2 separate regions of the Zea mays genome follow, and region 1 is linked to region 2. A link is a contact called in public Hi-C data. All regions are on one chromosome and are shown on one strand. The core of a region is the stretch at or near the end of the contact, and the rest is flanking DNA. Distances in the headings are between cores, read along the strand shown. Region 1 has its middle 6.0 kb from the start of LOC103638474. Region 2 has its middle 16 kb from the start of LOC103638477.

The links. Hi-C and Micro-C count contacts between places; a contact is called where the count stands out from the background.
Region 1: a contact with region 2 is called in a Hi-C map of tassel, with 3 times the contacts expected there. The contact joins two enhancer-like sites. A contact is called at or near these places in 5 of 25 Hi-C or Micro-C datasets (ear, endosperm, leaf and 1 more).

The regions. Positions count from the first base shown.
Region 1 is chr9:71,919,043-71,922,579 of Zm-B73-REFERENCE-NAM-5.0, reverse strand. No RefSeq gene overlaps it. Among protein-coding and RNA genes, the nearest start is that of LOC103638474, 6.0 kb to the right of the region's middle. Within about 2 kb of position 2,244, at least 18 of the 20 cell types and tissues checked have an H3K27ac peak or open chromatin away from gene starts, as enhancers often do. A contact at or near this core is called in ear, leaf and tassel, where this site is marked.
Region 2 is chr9:71,775,914-71,779,211 of Zm-B73-REFERENCE-NAM-5.0, reverse strand. No RefSeq gene overlaps it. Among protein-coding and RNA genes, the nearest start is that of LOC103638477, 16 kb to the left of the region's middle. Within about 2 kb of position 1,356, at least 16 of the 20 cell types and tissues checked have an H3K27ac peak or open chromatin away from gene starts, as enhancers often do. A contact at or near this core is called in ear, leaf and tassel, where this site is marked.

The DNA of each region.
Region 1 (3,537 bases), core at 995-3,494, 140 kb before region 2:
TTCAGTATATTATAATTATCGTCAATAATAAAACAAACGTTGATCTATCTATTTTCTAACGTGAGAAATTCAAATATAAAATTTCAAATATGGGAAATTCAAATATAATTTTTATTACATATGTGAATTTGAATGTGAGAGTTGTCAACTATAAAGTTACATAAAATTTTGAGATATATAACTTTTATTTTGATTGTTTCTTCATGTGAGATCGTTCAAAACAATCAAATTTTTGGTCGCCTTTGCAGTAAATAGAGTCTTGTTGCTATAAATCAAATTTGTAGTAGTGCAATATTTTATAAACTTGTCGCACGATATAATGGTGCATACAAGGTTGACATGTCCCTTATAATTTGAGTTGATGATAAGTGATTATCAATGTATAGCATCTCGGATTGAGTCGTGGATTAACTGAGGCATGAGTTATTGTGCTGTGTAACCATGTCTCTCGGCTTGTGGTATGCAGGTGTGCAGTACAGGGACGGTGGTCGATGACGAAGGTGAAGGTCATGCGAGTTCATGCCGACGGTGAAGGACAAGCGCTAGGACTTGACCGAGGGACTAGAGTCGCCGGGTGACTAGCCAAAGTGGCTGACACCTGGGATACGTACCGATGCGAGGACGTGGCAGAGTGGGTCGTGTTACCGGTACGATCAAGGACTTGCGGGGCAACGTGTTCAAGACGTGGGGGACGCACATGCGGTGCACACTCACGAAGCTTTCGGTTGTGACACCCAAAATCCTATTTTGGTGTTTATAAGAGTTTCTCCAAAAGATTAAGAGTTAAAATGTACTTTAATATTGGTCCTTCACTTTTAAAGTTATTTTCTCCTAAAATAAGTGGTTAGCAATACTAAGGCGTTGTTAGTAAAATATAGAGCTTAAGACTTTTGAAACTAGGATTTAACTTGAAATGCAGCAAAATAAGATATAATAATAGAAGACCCTTCATATTTATTATTCCTCTTAGTAATCATATAATAAATACTTTCAAATGGTTGAATAAAAAAAGTAACTCAAAATAAAAGATTATATAACTCCTTTCCCTAAACTGAATAAATATTTTATAGTCATGTTTTTGTGTATAAATGAATAATAAATACTAAGTTTTAAATGTGGTCAATATTGATCTTCTTAACTAAATAGTATGAAAGGATCTCTTATTATTTAATGCTATGAATCAAATTTTTAAAACAAAGGGTACTAGATAAAATAAAAATCTTGCATCCCATGCTGCTTAGTTTTGATTGTTTCATATTCTGTGCAAATTTGATTTTGGAATTCGGATATGAATGAAGAAATTGAAATAGAAAAGATAAAAGAAAAGGGGGGACTGTGCTGGGTTGATTCCCTCGATCCGGCCCACTTCTCTACGCCCTCGCCCCAAGTTACCCACTCGAACTACGCAGCCCAGTTTCCTCACCCCCTCCGCTTCACCGACACGTCGGGCCGACTTGACAGCGCTCCCTCACGCGTGGGGCATGTTTACCATGAAACGCTGACTGGTGCCCCCAAACCCTCATCAGGGTTGTTGGGATCGGGTCAAACACCCCCCCCCCCCCCCCCCCCCCCTCTGGGTGTGGAATTTGCTGGCAGGGGCACAAAACCCGAGCCCCGCTGCCCCTCTGTCCATAAGCCAAGTCGGAACAAGCAGCCCCCAAGCCGAGCGCGCGTGCAGAGTGAAACAATGGGAGGGAAAAGAGAGAGAAGTCGACAAGTCGTGACTGCCATCATCGAATCACGAATAATCCTACGACGAATCCTCGATGGATTACCAGGGAACTTAGAAGTGGATCATAGAAGTTGGAGGGCGCAAAAGTGAGCCGACTACCATGAATTCCTCACTGAACTCCATGACACCGATGTGGGCTGCAAGAACCCGTGGCCAGTTCTCTACATGGTGCAATGCAATCGCAGGTAAGAAACTATCCGTGAAGTTCGCCTTGTCGTTCTCTACGTGTAGCACCGTTTATCGTGGAGTTTGGCGCGCTGTGGCCGGTGTCAGCCATGCGACATCGAGGTGCGCCGCCGCCGCGATGTGGGCGCCGCCCGACGTTGGTTAGCTAGGAGGGAGAACAGCTCCTGACCATCGATCCGGCCCTGATCAAACCAGATTAGAAGATGGCATACTTGTTCGCGTTAATGCGTTATAGATCCCAGTCATCGATCTCAGATCAAGTGGGTCTGATCCAGTTGGCAATGTTTTGGATCTGGGCCAAGGATCCTGGATCCCACGGTCCAGAGGGCGTGCCAGTTTAGATCTAATCTGAACCATTATAGGGAGATCCAACAGCTAGAGTGAACTCATACCCCTTTGGCCAGACAAAGTTTCTAAAGAGACCCTCGGTTTTATTTAAATGAATCCGTCGTCCACTATAACTAAAAGAGTATTACAATTGGATCCTACAATTCACAAAACAACCCCTAAGTTCCTGAAAAAGGTGTCCACAGTTCTTGGAACTGTGATATTCATAAAATCTGATAAGGAAATTGAGTTTAGGTATACAAATAATTCTAGAAACTTAGGAAATCTATATCTTCTTCATTTAAACACCGATTTAATTTGTTCCAGTTGCATTAGATTCATATAAATATTTACTATACTGTGACAAACATTATTTTGTCATATCACATACTTTTATAGTTAGATATTTAATTACCCTATAAATAGTAGATTAATCTTTTTATCACAGTAACCTGACTATAATTATAAGTTGACTAGCAGATGATCTCTAACCAAGTTATAACCTAGATTAAAGTTGAGTTTGTTACTTATTTAGAATATCTTTCTCACATAATGTATATTAATCAACTTATAAACATAGTTTTATTGTTTAATCGCCTAGAAGATGAGACAACCATATCTTTTTAACTGTAACTCCAATTTTAGTGATTCTCGAACCTACGTTCTTATAGCGACGCATAGAATATTCTTACGCTTTTGGTTAATATGATTTTGTGTAATGTTACTATCAGGTATCATAATTAGGGGTACCTATATTACGTCCCTAAATACACGCTTAACCCCAAGACCACCATCAGACCCATTCCTCGAAGTCAAGAGATCATAAACCACGCTTCGCCCGAGCCTGCCCTCAGACAAGGTACGTTCTCGGGAGGATCCTCGTCCTGGCCTCATAGGCCTCAGCCGAAGGACGCAGGAGATAGTAGCATTCGATGCGCACACCTACCCCTCACAGCGTTGCAGGTGAACAGGAGCGACACGACCGTGGTCCTATCGGACTTCACCAACTACGATGACTCATGCGGCCACTGTTCCCGCACACTGCCTGCTAACTCCCAATGGGACACACATACGACAAGAGTGCAGGCTGGCCCTCGGGTGCAAAATCTAGCTCGCCCAAAGCCGACCTGATCCTTGGGACAAACTCTGCCTCGCCCGAGCCCAACCTCGGTTACCTGCTCCCCGCTAATCTCGCATGAGGCCACTCCTTCAACTGTGTTGCACACTTCTATGAAACCTAGAGCGGGCTCGCTCTCGACCTCAGGTGGACTTCCGCCTCGCTCGAACCCGGC
Region 2 (3,298 bases), core at 107-2,606:
TTTTGTCCGCACTGTGCGGATGCAACCAATGCCCCTGCATGAAGGTTAGCAAACTCTATAAGATTTAAAACTAGTTAGTCCTTATCGTCATGTCCTTCACACCATTATTATTGAAACCAATTAATATATGACCAAATAAGTGTCATTTTTCCAAACTTAGTTGCGTTAGAAAACACAAATTAATTAGTCACAAATGATAATGATGTAATAAATCATCAGAACCGAATTAGGATCTCGATTTGAATATAAGAATGTGTTATAATTAACCTGTCAAAAAAATGTAAAATTTCAACTCAACCATATATCGTAGAAGCACCAGCACCAACCAAATTATTCAGTCTTTAGATTAATGCATAAAAGGGGGATCATAGTAATCTTCGGCTACGTACACATCTTTATTCTCTAAAGTAAGTAATGATGTTTCTGGATACACAAACGGCTATCTAAGGCACTCATGACAAGTGGCTGGATCATTCTGTGGCTTTACATAATACTGATTAAGTTACTGGGACGCCTTCTGGAGGTGAGCTAAGTTGTGTGCTGTATAATTAGCTATGCATGCTTCGGTTTCTGCTGCATCTGCTTGTCGTTGATGATTAGCTGATAGCATTGGACAGTATTGCATATGTCTAAAGACATTCTGCCGTCAAAAATCTAGTGGTGGTCCTAAAGGGATTTTTGTTCTCTAGTTTGGATATCCTTTCAGTTGTGGATCAAAACGATTACTTGAAAAAACATAGCACTCAGCAAATGGTGATCCAATTAGCATCTAAGAAGACACATACTAGAGCAGAGCTGAATCTGACTTACTAGAACGATGTTCATCAAAGTCGATTCAACATTAAATTTGTACCTGAAGTCCTGAATTGAATACCAAAGGCTCTGGGCACACTAAAAACAACAAGTCGGCATACGTGACCTTTGAAGCTGCAATCGATTAGTATCTGACAGTACTGCTAGTGATGCCGTGCTACATGGATGATGGCGTCAGCTACGTTGGAAAGTTTACGGTGCATACGAATTATGATGCCATTAGAGGTGACAAGGATCGCCTTTCAAGACATCTCCACTGAGCCCACTCATGGTTCCCGCCCGGTGAATCGCATGCTGAATTATGGTTTCTTAGCCCGGACGCTAAGCATCTATCATTAAGCCTTCTCCGTCCCATATGCCTTGCTAGGCCGTTTACAAATTTCGGAGAAGGGATCTTGCTCCTGTTCTGTTATTACGGATCCATAGCTCGTGGCCGGTAACCAATTCAATCTCAGAACTGGGCTTGGGCCAGCAGTCACAAACCATTAACGGCCACTATCGTGTTCCAATCCACTATATCAGCACGGGCTTTAAGAGGACATCTACTTTGGGCCGCAGAATTCTGGATGCCCACCGGGCGCGGCAACGGGCAGTGGCCAGGGTGGGCTTAGGGTTGAGAAAAGCGTGTAATTGAAACTTCAAAAAAAAATATTCTTTGATATGTCAAATCTCACTGCTCCCCGAAAAACTGCCCTTTGATCAATTGCGGCGCGCACAGTTTTCTTTCTTCTGCGTGTTCTTTTTCTTTCTTCGGCGCCATATATTCTGTTAAGTAACCCTAGTTAGGGTTATATGGGCAAATAACGGCTTTGCCCCTGAGGAGTCTCACATCTCTATATAAGGAACATGTACACCCCATCATATGATAGAGAACAGAAAGAGGCCAGAGGCCCAACCCTATATCCTGTGTCTCGTGTGTTTCCTCTGTCGTGCTTATGAGAAGGGAGACGGGTTCTCTACAGCTTCTCGCGCCTCTACTGCTGACGGGAGGGAAGGGAGCGGATCTGGTGATCCGTGGTAACGTAGTTCTCAACACGTTATCAGCACGCTCTACCTCGACGTTTGCTGCGAGATCAGATCTGCATCAACTCTCCGTCAAGCCGGCAGGTCCCTGGCTTTGCCGAACTGTCCTACGCGACAGGCTTCGTTTTCGTTCGCTAAATCATAAACACCGGTAAGAAATTTCAAGTGAATCTGCGATTTACTGTTGGTGTAAGTCATACGGCAATAAGAAAAGGAAGAAAAGTTTCCTGAAGAAACCAAAGATGTGGCCCTGCTCCCGCTAGCACTCCCTTCCACTCGCCCGATCCGTGCAGCGGCGGCAGCCAGTCCGCCCACCAGTGGGGGCTCGTCCGCACAGTGTCAATGGCACGCCTGCTCGCCCTCGTAGCAACGCTCGACGGGCCCGCATGCCATCAGATGCAGAGACTAAAGCACGGCGATCACCCATGGCTTCCTGAAGAAGCAGCGCATATAGAAGGGTCAGCGGCGGCATTGCTTTTCTGCCCACACGCCAAGCACGAAGCCGACGGTGCTCGTTGTGCCCTTGCGGGCCGCAACTAGCGGCAGTAGCTACGCATGAAGAAAGTGTGGTCCGCCGTCCGCGAGAGGAAACTGTGGCTTCTGCGTGCAGCCCCCATGGCCATGATCCATCTGCGCAGACCTGGCTCCCACGAAAACCGGATCGAGCGACCGTTGGGCAGTTATGCGGCGTTCACTGTTTTGCATGCCGCCTGCGCCGGGCATGGAGCCGGACCCGGATTGATATAACCTTTCTCCCGTAAAAAAAAGCACTCCCAGCCGTCACTCGTTCGCGCGGACTCCAAGTCTTGCATGCTGCGCATGAACCACATGCAGGAGGGCACACAAATCGAGCTGGTGCAAAACGGAGAATCAAAAGGGAGAAAGAAATTTGTTTGTGTTAATTAATTATTTTATATCGCAAATCAACAGTAGACAGATGAATAATAAAATATGAGAAAATGTCTTTTTTATACCTCATAACAGTGTTATGTTTATACATTAATTCCGATGTTTATTTTTTCTGCATTAATATTATTTCCGGTAGTAAATAATTAGCAGAAAATTATTAAAACATATGTGAAAGCTATACTGCGCATATTTAAATCGCTCTATTTTTTGTGTTGCTTTATAACTTTTGACCTCACGTCGAGCGATTAAATGATATAGTGGGTACTCAGACACGTCGATCAGACTACATTATTATCGGCTGAGGTATGACATTAGTTTAATATTGACTGCGCTCTGGCAACACGACGCAATATTTTGTGCCGTTCGAACTTGGCTGCGTCATATGTTTGCTATGTCGCGCTCTCGCTTAATCGGATCGCTCCAGTTGAGTTGTACCGCCATCGCCGAGTCACACATTTTTCGTGGGCCCTGAAGGCATTGCATGTGTGTCGCAACTATTGAGTCACAATAGCGCTTGTTGCGCCTGCTGTGCATGTTGCGTGTACTTATCGTG